Regions from separate parts of the Mus musculus genome. Here region 2 is linked to region 1. Evidence: chromatin contacts called from public HiChIP or PLAC-seq data. All regions are on one chromosome and are shown on one strand. Each heading gives the region's core, a stretch centred on a gene start, on an enhancer-like site or on the middle of the called end of the contact. The rest is flanking DNA. Distances are from core to core; before and after follow the strand shown. Region 1 has its middle 19 kb from the start of Gm33365. Region 2 has its middle 15 kb from the start of Fabp12.

What was found. HiChIP or PLAC-seq counts read pairs in DNA pulled down with a chosen protein or histone mark.
Region 2: a contact with region 1 is called in an H3K27ac HiChIP or PLAC-seq map of hepatocytes, with 4 times the contacts expected there. The contact joins two enhancer-like sites. A contact is called at or near these places in 5 of 39 promoter capture datasets (the 3T3-L1 cell line, cranial neural crest, hippocampal neurons and 1 more), 1 of 15 datasets of contacts at CTCF or cohesin (the NIH/3T3 cell line), 6 of 484 Hi-C or Micro-C datasets (B cells, liver and nephron progenitors), 4 of 115 datasets of contacts at active chromatin or transcription factors (embryonic limb bud, heart atrium, hepatocytes and 1 more) and 2 of 9 other capture datasets (adipose tissue and pancreatic islet).

Annotation. Positions count from the first base shown.
Region 1 is chr3:10,079,961-10,086,058 of GRCm38.p6, forward strand. No RefSeq gene overlaps it. Among named protein-coding and RNA genes, the nearest start is that of Gm33365, 19 kb to the left of the region's middle. Within about 2 kb of position 2,906, at least 72 of the 459 cell types and tissues checked have an H3K27ac peak or open chromatin away from gene starts, as enhancers often do. A contact at or near this core is called in heart atrium and hepatocytes, where this site is marked.
Region 2 is chr3:10,236,695-10,242,792 of GRCm38.p6, forward strand. No RefSeq gene overlaps it. Among named protein-coding and RNA genes, the nearest start is that of Fabp12, 15 kb to the right of the region's middle. Within about 2 kb of position 3,062, at least 22 of the 459 cell types and tissues checked have an H3K27ac peak or open chromatin away from gene starts, as enhancers often do. A contact at or near this core is called in heart atrium and hepatocytes, where this site is marked.

The sequences.
Region 1 (6,098 bases), core at 1,656-4,155:
CTGGCGGTTCCTTAGAAAATTGGATATAGTACTACTGGAGGATCCTGCAATACCTCTCCTGGGCATATATCCAGAAGATGTTCCAACTGGTAAGAAAGACACATGCTCCACTATGTTTATAGCAGCCTTATTTATAATAGCCAGAAGCTGGAAAGAAGCCAAATGCCCCTCAACAGAAGAATGGATACAGAAAATGTGGTACATTTACACAATGGAGTACTACTCAGCTATTAAAAAGAATGAATTTATGAAATTCCTAGGCAAATGGATGGATCTGGAGGGTATCACCCTGAGTGAGGTAACCCAATCACGAATAAACTCACATGATATGTACTCACTGATAAGTGGATATTAGCCCAGAAACTTAGAATAACCAAGATACAAGTTGCAAAACACATAAAACTCAAGAAGAATGAATACCAAAGTGTGGACACTTCGCCCCTTCTTAGAACTGGGAACAAAATACCCATGGAAGGAGTTACAGAGACAAAGTTTGGAGCTGAGACGAAAGGATCAAAGACTGCCGCACCAGGGGGATCCATCCCATAATCAGCCTCCAAACGCAGACACCATTGCATACACCAGCAAGATTTTGCTGAAAGGACCCTGATATAGTTGTCTCTTGTTTGGCTATGCCAGTGCCTGGCAAACACAGAAGTGGATGCTCACAGTCATCTATTGAATGGAACACAGGGCCTGCAATGGAGGAGCTAGAGAAAGTACCCAAGGAGCTAAAGGGGTCTTCAACCCTATAGGAGGAACAACAATATGAACTAACCAGTACCCCCATAGCTCATGTCTCTATCTGCATATGTAGCAGAAGATGGCCTAGTTGGCCATCATTGGGAGGAGAGGCCCCTTTGTCTTGCAAACTTTATATGGCTCAGTACAGGGGAACACCAGGGTCAAGAAGTGGGAGCAGGTGGGTAGGGGAGTAGGGGGTGGGTATGGGGGACTTTTGGGATAGAATTTGAAATGTAAAATAAGAAAACACCTAATTTTAAAAAATTACCTCGAGATATACTATCTTCCCCAAAGTCTAGAAAATAAAGTTTATGCTCAATGTATAAAAAAAAAAAAAAAAGAAAGAAAGAAAAGAAATCACCCTTTTGGATGTTCAAGCATCAAAGCTTGGAGACTTATACCAATGAGGTCAGAGGGACAGAAAGATCAGGCAACATGTACCCAATGGCTACTGAGACTCCTCTGAAGGACATCTACTCCTCTAGTAAGTTTTCCCTGCCGTGTTGACCACAGAACCCCAACTAGTGTACACCTAGCTTAGAAGAAAGTCAGCTGGGACGGAAATGTTTCCTAGACTCCTCGGAGAAGTCACATGGTCAGCAGGAGCCTGACCATCCTAGAAGGTGCCACAATTAGTAGAGGAAAACTAGAAAAGCTCTGGGCTCCTCCAGGACACCAGAAGTAATCTGGGCTGACTTGATCAGCAAAACGTTGTTAAGCCCACCCTGGAATGAAAGTGTCTCCCCATTGTATACATGGTGCACTTCCCCACTCGTGTGGGGGAGGGTAAGACAAGAACCTGGCTGCACATAGGCCAGTTCCCACCCACTGGCCATTTCAGTTAGGCTAAAGTTGGAATCAGGGGCTGAATGCGCAGAACAGCTTGGCAAACAGCTCCAGCACACCGAGATTTGGGCTAAAAATTTATCTCTTGGCACCTGGCTTCCAATCCAGGACCTTTCAAAATACGTGACTATAACTTGGCTAAAATGTTTTCTGGGGATAACAGCATCACTGCATACAACTGTGCTGTGTGTCTTCTAGAGAAACCTATCAGTGTGTGTGTGTGTGTGTGTGTGTGTGTGTGTGTGTGTGTGTGTGTGTGTGTGTGTGTGAAGCCACCACCTTTTTATTATAGAATCACATTTCCTTGGAGCAGGCTGGTGTCTTCTGTGTAATTTCCTACAAGACACTCGGTGCTAAGTGACAAATTTGTCTCCACCTGTTTCTGCACTGCATGGTATTTGGCTACCGATGCAAACGGGAAGAAATGGCTGCAAGCAAGGAACATTTGGGAGCTGGCAAGGACTGGCTAATTCCCATCCTGTCTGTGAGGGGAGCTAATATGATCCGTCTGCAGTTCTGCAAACACTGTTGCTGTTAGCAATGTTTTGTATGGCTTGAGAGCTATAAAAACAGATCCATCACCTTTGAAGCCCAGTCACTTCTTCCAGGAATGTGCTGACTGGTCCACAGCTACATGCAGTGTCAGACTGTAAAAGTGGTGCGATGTGGTCTCACTGCATGGTGAAGGGAGGATGCTGGACCCTAGGTACTGGCCAGCCAACAAGGCACTGGTTTGTTCCATGGTAGCAGATGGTTGCTCTGTGAGCCAATAGCAAGGCTGAGAAATGATCTGATGCAGAGTCAGTTTTGACCATGCCCCTGCTCTGCTCTGCTCTGCTCTGCTCTGCTCTGCTCTGCTCTGCTCTGCTCTGCTCTGCTCTGCTCTGCCTGGCCTCTTAGGCAGGAGGCAGGCGTTCTCCTTGCTGAAGCTGTAGAGCTAACACTTCTCACAAAGCACTGCTTGTTATCCCTGGACACCGGGCACTCTGCCCCCACGGATAAAATGAGTTTAATGGGCCTTGGGAACAACAGAGGAAGAGATGGGAATGTAAATGTGCTCCTCTGCCTACATCCTCATCTTTGTCCACTCTGTTTCATGTAAGGTAAATGTCATAGCAGGAAACATTCTCTGCTCTTCTGCAGTGTTTGTTGAAATAGCTCCATGTATTTACATGAGTCATACTTATCTACTAACCCGGTTAGCAGGAAGCATCCATTACAGTATTGAAGAGAACGGGGATGGGAGCAATAGACATGCTGGGGATGGATGTGTGATGGATGAACATTCACATGCTGGAATGGCATGCCCCACTCATGACCAGCCACTGGCCTGTTGCAAGTCTGCAGGGCAAGTTACATCACAGTGTAACCCAAGATAATCGACCAAGGGAGCATTTCTGGCTCCCCACCCCCTGCATCTTGCTTGATTTTGGATAGGATCTCACTATGTAGCTCAAGCTGGAATGAAGCTCACAATCCTCCTGCCTCAGCCTCACTCAGGGATGCTGGGTATATAGGCACATATCTCTGTAGAGCAGAGTATTTCTTACAAATTGTCATTTTTTTTTTTTAGTCGTAAATTCCTATTCTGTTAGGTTAGCAGAGCAGTGTTTGTTATACATTTATGTTGTGGCAGCCAAAAGGAAGTATTTTGGAGCTTTGGAGTCAAAGGTGTCACAAACTTATATTCAACAATGTCTATTAACTTTTTCAATGAATTGCTTTTTGCTAATTTTATTTTATGAATTGATCTCAATTCCAGAAAGAACAATAAAGAAAAGACAAAGACAAACCTCCAAACAATCAAGTCACTGTTGTATCGGAGCAATGACCTGTGCTGTGAATTGTGTTAGCTAGACAAGGTCATCCTCAGTGGACCGTCACTTGGAAAGGGACATTTAGACCACACAGGTCAGAGATACACTGAAGTCATTCTGGAAACCAGTCAGACAGAAATGATCTTCACAGATTAGAATGTACACGACCAAGTTCCCTTTCTCTGGGAAATGAGAATACTTTGAACATCTCAGAGAGGCAGCTCTTCTACTGTTCCCTCTCGGCTTTACCTAAGTTTCTACTCAGGTTGCAAAGCCACAGGGCTCCCAGAGTCTCTGTCTCTCTCTGTCTCTCTGTCTCTCTGTCTCTCTGTCTCTCTGTCTCTCTGTCTCTCTGTCTCTCTGTCTCTCTGTCTCTCTGTCTCTCTGTCTCTGTCTCTCTCTCTCTCTCTCACTCTCTCTCTCTCCTTTCTTTTAAAAGTTAAATAAAAAAGATGGCTCACTGGTTAATAGTGCTTCTTGCTGCTCTTCAGAAGACCAAGCTTGGTTCTCATGCTGGGCAGCTCACAACAGCCTGAAACTCTAGTTTCAGGGATCTGAAGCCTTCTTTTGGCCTTTACAGGCCTCTGTACACACGTACATACATACACATGTACACACACACACACACACACACACACACACACACACACACAAATAAATAAATACTTTAAAAACATGTAAAGCAATTAGACCACTTTTTCTATCTGCCCCACAAAGTGTTTCTGCCATAACAATTTACATGTGGCATCTTAGACACAAGCGTATTCAAATTCTTTGTGTAAGTATCAGAGAACAGGCACTCTGATCTTTCATTCTCTAAGCAAGGGTTTCTAATGATCTCGCCGGTTTCTGGCCTCTTTGCATGGAGGTACTTCCTGGTTATTGGGAAATTGCTTCCAGAGGGTATGTGCAGCACCAGTGAGCAATCTTATGCCACAGCCTTTGGTACACATTACTTAACACAGTGTGCCTTGGGCACACTGGGGACAGGAATATTGATAATGGCTTGGAAAAATGCCACACAGATAAAATAGGGACCCATGTACTTTCTCACTCAGGGGATCAGAGGTAAGTACCTCATTAAAAGGTAGAAAGACACATGGGAATAACCATAAGAGTGTTTCCAGAGTGTTCTTTTGAAACTCCTGCAGAGCTAGCTGAGAAATTCATAATGTTGTCATTGTGAAGTTGAGCCCCCTTCCCTGGCAGGGCACTCGGGGGCTAGTTTTTAAGCGTCCTGTCAAAGGTAAGAGTTTGCCTTTGTGCTTCCTCTTCATCCCTCCCCTGCTTCCTGAGCCCCTTTGCCCATCCCCAACTCCACTCTCTCCTCTGAGAAGAGCCTCTAGAAGTATGCCCTGCTGCAGATGGCTGTCCTGCCACAACAGAGTGGCCGTGAGCCTAGGCAGTGGGCAGAGACCGGGGGCCTTCCTGGAGCTTGCTCCCAGGAGGTGCACTTGATGCAGTTCTTAGTATTCCACCCGGGTTGGTGAACCAACATATCTGTACAAAAAATCAGAATAAATTATATTTTTATAAGATGCCATATAAGCCCTGAACTCATGGATACTGAACATTTATTTAGATTAGCTATTTGGGAAATTGGGTGAGATGTTAGAAGTGGCAGTAGTATGCTCACACACACCTATAATCCCAGCATCCAGGAACCTGAGGAGAAAGGTTGTGGCCATCACCAGTCCTGGGTGACATATTGGTAGAAAATGCAAGTGTAAGGCCCACAATAGCTCCAAACCAAACCAAACCAAACCAAACCAAACCAAACCAAACCAAACCAAATAACCAAACAGCCAGCCAACCAACCAACCAACCAACCAACCAACCAAAGGCAAGTTTTATGGGAAGATGATTTTAAAAGCACAAAATTGGTAAGAAAGATAGCAAAACAGAGCCCTGCTTGGGCAGTGATGAATCCCTGTACCCTTAGCTGCTGAATCTCAGCCACCCGCAAGCACAAAAGTCACTCCTATGAGTAATGGGGCTGCCAACACCAACCACAGGGAGACGATCTGGCTCCTGGAGTGCACACAGAAGCAGGTCACTGTTGACTAGGGTCAGCCTTAGCGGCCCTGGCACCCAGCATGGAGCCCTGCACCTCCAGTGCTGCTTGCCTTGCTACGAGACAAAGAGTTCAGTGTATCATGCAACAAGGCCAAAGGCAAAGCCTAGTGGGCCTCGGTGTGGCAGACATGAAGGACAGGCAGGGAGGTGAGTGGCAGCCAGGAGCTCACACAGAACCTGCCTCTGGAAGCCCTGCCGTCTTGCGACATCTGGGCAGCAGCATCTTGGCAATGGTCCAGGACTCATGGTGTTTCAGATCCAGCAACCCTGAACTCTGACTAGCTGCAATGAATATTTGCATGCAAAGCTGTCTAATTTTCCAATGCTACACAACAAATGAATACTCAATGCAGAGTTGAGGTAGATGAATGGTGCAGTAAGTTAGCACTGAAAATGCAACAGAGGCTAGGCTGTGACCCTCCGTGCTCCCAGGCACTGTCAGGCAACATCGGTCCACAAGGGCAAATGCACAGACAGGAGGTTCAGAAGTCCTGTGAGTACAGCAACACCCCAGGACACCCCAGGACCAGCTTTGGGGAGACACACCAACTTTACTTGGGGTCAATCAAGGGTTATATTTTTTTTTTCTGTTTTCTCAAGGTTTCTCTGTATAGC
Region 2 (6,098 bases), core at 1,812-4,311, 160 kb after region 1:
GCAAAATTAGTTTTTATTAGATTTATTTATTTATTTATTTATTTATTTATTTATTTATTGTATATGAGTACACACTGTAGTTGTACAGATAGCCGTGAGCCTTCATATGGTTGTTGGGAATTGAATTTAGGACCTCTGCTTGCTCAGGTCAACCCTGCTCACTCAGTCCCTGCTTGCTCCAGCCCAAAGATTTATTTATTACTATAAATAAGTACACTGTAGCTGTCTTCAGACGCACCAGAGGAGGGTGTCAGATTTCATTACGGGTGGTTGTGAGTCACCATGTGATTGCTGAGATTTGAACTCAGGACCTTCAAAAGAGCAGTCAGTGCTCTTACCCGCTGAGCCATGTCTCCGGCCCTGAAAAATTGTAGTTATGAAGCAGCAACAAAAACAATTTTGGGAGTCACCAAAATATGAGGAACTGTATTAAAGGGTCATTTAGGAATATATTAAACTGTACTAAAGGAATGTATAACTTTATTAAAGGGTCACAGCATTAGGAAGGTTGAGAACTTCCAAAATAGAATAAATTATTTATGACCTTGGAACAGGCAATGGTATCTAAGGAATCAGTTGAATATATTTTTTTCTTTAAAAAAAAAAAGATATTTATGGACATCTGGAATCTGCTACACACAGTGGCATAGGTGGGGTGTAGACACACAAAGGCTCGCCCACAGCCACACCACAATGCTCAGATAGGAGGACACTGTGAGACCTGCCTGTTGCCATACCATGAGGTGGGGACATCCAGAGGCCCACCAATCATGTGTCCTGCCCACAGCAGGAACCGCTACAATGCGGTGGGAGGAAAGAAGTGGAGCAGCCAGCGCACTGTGAAGAGAGGCAGAACTGGAGACACGAGGGTCGGGAGGAGTGGCCTGTTGTGAGTAGCCTGAACTGCCACCCGAGGTCATGGTGAAGTCCCAGTCCATGGCTGGACCCATGACCATTCAGCAGCAGAGGTCTGTGTCAATGTCTGTGGCTCATATTACCACTAAAGACCCTGTGGACATCCCTGGTCTGGGCTGCTATGTCCAAAGGCTGTGCAGAGCTGGCCCTGTCCCTTACTTGCTGTGACACTCTGGCGAACTGGCCCCTACCTCTCACTCAGGGCAGTGGGCCCTATACCTCGTCTGGGCAGCTCAATAGAGCTGGTCATGGTGTTGGGGTTGGGGTTAAGCAGGCTCCGAGGACATGAGGGAGGGAGAGCCTTCTGTGAGGTGGCACGGGCACAGGAGAGATGCCCCCCCCCAACAGCACCTGAGGCAGTTGGGAGAGCTGGCTTTGCCCTCACTGGGCAACACAGTAGAGCTAGTCTTAATGGCAAAGACTCTGGTAAGCCAGCCCCAAAGACATGAGAGCAAAAGAGATTGGCCAGCTGCAGCGTTGGGTGAGCTAGCCTGGGCAGTGTGGAGAGCTCACCCTGGTGATGCTGGTGTGGGAGAGCTGGCAGGCTGACCAACTCAGCTACCACACAAACCCGGATCCAGTACTGTGTGAGGCCACTCCAAAATCTCACCTCATCTAAGAACTGCTGGAGCACATGAAGGGGCGGGTCCTGCAGATCCAGAGCTGCAGGACCTCCATGACACAGGGCAACAGCAGGATATCTGAGAGGAGTCCCCTTGAGCATCCACAATTGATAGCGAAGCAGAAGACAGAGGACTTGAGCCAGACCAACAGCTCACTGCAATGCACATCTGCAAGCAAAGATGTATGAACACCTTGTCGGGCATCAATGGGAGGAGAGGACCTTGATTCCAGGAAGGCCTGATGGCCCAGAGTAGGGGAATGAGAGGGCAGAGAAGCAGGAGTGGGTGGATGGAGACATACCCTCATAGAAGCAGAGGGAGGGGGGATAGGGTAGGAGTGGGGGGGGGGGGGCAGAAATCAGGAAAGGGGATAACATTTGAAATGTAAATAAATAAAATATCCAATAAAAAATGACTAAGCATAAGAAAAAGATGTATGGATAAAAGGATTCTACGGGACACGGTGTGACACACTACAGTTTCTACAATGAGAAGTTTTCTATGCTTTTTTGTTTGTTTGTTTGTTTGTTTTTTAAAGTTCCTTTGGTGGGTGGAAGTTGCAAGGGCAGAGGGCAAATAGGAAAGAAAAGGGAGATGAGTGAGATTGGAGTGCATGATGTGAAAGTCACAAAGAATCAATAAAAAGTTAAAAGATATTTACTCGGTGAGCACAGAGTTGACAAATACTGTCTTAGTCTGTCATAGTCAATACACTTATTTTATATTTGTGTTAATTTCCTCTTGACTTGACAATTGTGTGGACTCAGGAGTTTGAAAATGCAGAGGCCTTTGCCGGCAGTTTTTTCCAAAGCAGAGCAGTACCATTCCTGGCAAATGTTTGAATTTAAGAAAAACCTAAAATCTGTACAGTTTTATAAGTGGGAGAGAAAATCCTCCCAGAATAACAGCTGCATTGATAGCCCCACCCCACCCTCCCCCCACCCTACTCCACCCCACCCCACCCTCCCCCCACCCTACTCCACCCCAACCCCACCCCACCCCATCCTGTTACAGCTGCCTACATCTCATCCCCCAGGACCGGCGGAGCCTGAGCTCAGCCAGGATTTGGAAACTACTGAGATTAACCTAGACCTTTACCCTGCAATGCCTTGCTTTGAAAGAGATACCAAGACAGAGAGCCTTCGGAGGAGCCAGAACAAACTGTCATTTGAGGACTCCCGATAGGATCCGTCAGGGAGGTGAAAGAACAAGGAAAGGCTTACGCTAAAAACATGAACCTTACATTGGGAGTAAACGTTTTGGAAAACACGTAATTATTATTTTACTCCATTCATTCCATAGAAAACCTATTTTTTTTTCTTCACTGACATGTTGTTGCCTTTATATACAAACCTCCTAAGTTTTTGGGGAATTTGTAAGAAACTGAAAAAACATATCAAACCTAAGAAATTGATGTTTAGAAAAGACTGGCATGACTGGACACCTATTAGAACAGATCAAAGACAAGGCTATTCCATCTGTTGGCAAGGAGGCGATAAAATTGACATTTCACACAGTGCTGGCAGGAGTGTCTGAGAGCACGTTCGTTAACTCAAGTGTGTGTTCATGACCTAGTCATTCCAGTTTCAAGTACTTACCCAAGGAAAATGAGATGCAGAATGCATCTAGCATAGCCAATAATCAAGGTTCAATTCTAGCATGGGGTGAAAGCAAGAACATGACAGATTCAAAAGTAAAAAGATGGGAAAGTTCTTTAAAGATTAAAGGATACAAGAGAAACGGTTCAGATATCAAGGCTGTGTTATGAATAATACAGGTGACCCTGACTACCGTACATAGCGCCACCTTGAGGAAATTCGTGGGAAATGCTACTTCATGGTTAAGGAAGCCTGAGAGAAATTCCTTGATCCACATATCCAGTATTTGTATAGCACTTCACCGGAGGCAAAGCCTTGTTCTGCCTCCTGAGAGCTCAGTGAACCCAAAACAAAACCAAACGACCTTCTTCTCCTCCTTGGAATTTATTGATGTTTTAAAATAACATAAGGTCATATGCAAATTAATTTGTAAACTATCTATAAACGTAGAGAAACATTAAAGAAATCTTTTCTGTGTCACAGATAGTAAAACCAAGCAGTCACATATTTATTTTTCCTTTCTAATGACTTTTATAAATTTGGATTATTCCAAGAATTTTTGCTGGCTGGTGTGGCACACTATCTGATACACCACCACTTTCAGGGGTTTCTAAGGACTTACAGCTGCAATCCCACCCTGGAAGGAGGGCACCTTCATATCAAATTGTCATAGACTGTGGCTTCCTGGGAAATGCTTACACCTGAATGAGCGGCTCTCTTTAGCCCAAAGCACTGCCCAGTCTTTACTTCCGTCTGTGCCAGGCTCTGTAGATTCTTTTACTGTGTCTTCAGACCCACAAACTTCTTTCTTAGGGGTCTAACCATTTTTAACCTATGTTGCAAGTGTTTCTTTCTAATATTCTATTGGCTTTAGCTCTAGATGGCTTGTCACCTTCCACTAATCTCATTATGCCTAGGTTCACTAAATCCTCCAGTGTTTGAGCATATTTATAACTTAAAGTCCGTGTCCGTTAATTCCATCATTGCTGTCATATCTGGATCTGTTTCAAAGTAAGATGGTTTTCCATTTATAGACTCTGTTTGCTGTTTCTTGTCTTGTGTAACAGTTTTGGATTGGTGATGGGTACAAGTGTAGTCTTATTGACTGCCTGCATGCTTATGGTCTTCATTTAAGAAGTGTTGCTCATTGTTCTTTTTCTTTATTCTTTTTAAAGTTATTTTATTGTAACCTTTTTAGTTATGTAGACTTTCATAAAAAGCATGCACTGTATTTAGATCATATTTAACTCTTCCAGCACAACTCACCTTACTTAAGCTGGCTCTGGCATAGCTTTTACTCTTAGCTCTACTGCCAGGACAAGTCACTTCTGGCTCTTCCTGAGTGCTCGCGCTGTCTGCTCTACCCAGCCTCAGCTTTATTCCCTGCCCTCTCTGAGGTCTGTTGAGGGTTCATTCCGCAGCAGTTTGGCCATTTGTTCCCTGGCTTCGCTGAAGTTGACACTGTGTTTATACACATGGAACCCTAGGCACTGACTGTGGCTTTCCCCTTTCTGTAGCCACACTCCTTCCCAGAACCCTTCCCACCTCTCCTGGGTGCCTTAAAATTCTATTCAAACTGCCATGGGTCTCAATACTACCATTAAGGCTGTGGCTAAGCAAAAAGCTGTGTCTACGGTGGGGCCCATTTCAAATGTTTTCCTCTCCTAAGACATCATAGTCTTGGATTTCCTACTACCTAATCTTCAAAAACATCTGCTTCAAATATTTTTGCCCGTGTTCTAGCTGTTTATGACACAAGGAAAACCCTGACCCTTGTGACCACAACGGCACTGAAAACAAGTCCCCAACCCCTAAAGCTCTTATCTTCACATCCTGCACATTACTGACTGGTACAGCCCCTGGAGCCCTCATCTGTGTGTGGGGCACGTCACTGGTACACGCTCATGTCAGGAATGCGAGGCTCTCTCTTTATGACATCCTCAGGATGCTATGTTTACTTGGTGCTAGGGGTCAAATCCAAGGCCTTGAACTGCTAGGCAAGTGTTGTTCCACTGAGCTGTTTCCAGCCTAAGTCTTGTTCATTACGATGTGTTTGAGAGCTAATACCAGATGGGCGTGAGGAGCATACCTTTTAACCTGCTAGGAAGAAACAGACAGCGCAAGACAATGTTGCAGCGGTAGGGGGCGCTACAAGGAGTTCTGGCTGGGCCGTTCTGAATTAACAGTGTTTGCAGTTCCGAACAGTTCAGAACCTCGTCGTTTTGAAACATCTTCAGTCTCTCCATAAAGGAGTCAACAAAGCAAGGACTCTCAAGCACAGGACAGTCTTTCACAGAGCTCCACCCTGGACAACTGGGTGCTCAGTGTTCAAGAACCACAAAATCTATTACTCTAAATCAAGAAAAGCAATACACGTCGATTCATAGTAATACAGGTTTCTGCAGGCAGAGAAGGCGTGATCATGACGTCTTACAATTAGATTATGATTGACAGTTTTATAAATATGCTAAGTATACCATCTCACTGTGTACTTTAACAAGTGAGCTTTATTGGGTATGAACTGTATCTTGGTAATGGCTTTTTTCTCTCTTTCTTTCTTTTCTTTCTTTCTTTCTTTCTTTCTTTCTTTTCTCTCTCTCTCTCTCTCTCTCTCTCTCTCTCTCTCTCTCTCTCTCTCTCTCCCTCCCTCCCTCCCTCTTTCTTTCCTTCTTTCTTTCTTTCTTTCTTTCTTTCTTTCTTTCTTTCTTTCTTTCTTCTTACCTGTATTTGAAGTAGTTGGTGTGATTTTTATTTCCTTACTTCACCACAACTTTACACAATAATTGTGTCTTCTTCCGTGTCTGCATCACTGTTAGAGCAATGGGATGCAAAAATATCTAATTCCTAGCAATGAGTGTGGCAGGTAAATTGTAGTCTGAAAAGACTGGGTGGAGAGCCATCAGAAAATCAGGACTATTGGACAAGAAGTGAGAGAAAGGTAATTTTCAAGGTGTTCTCTGGA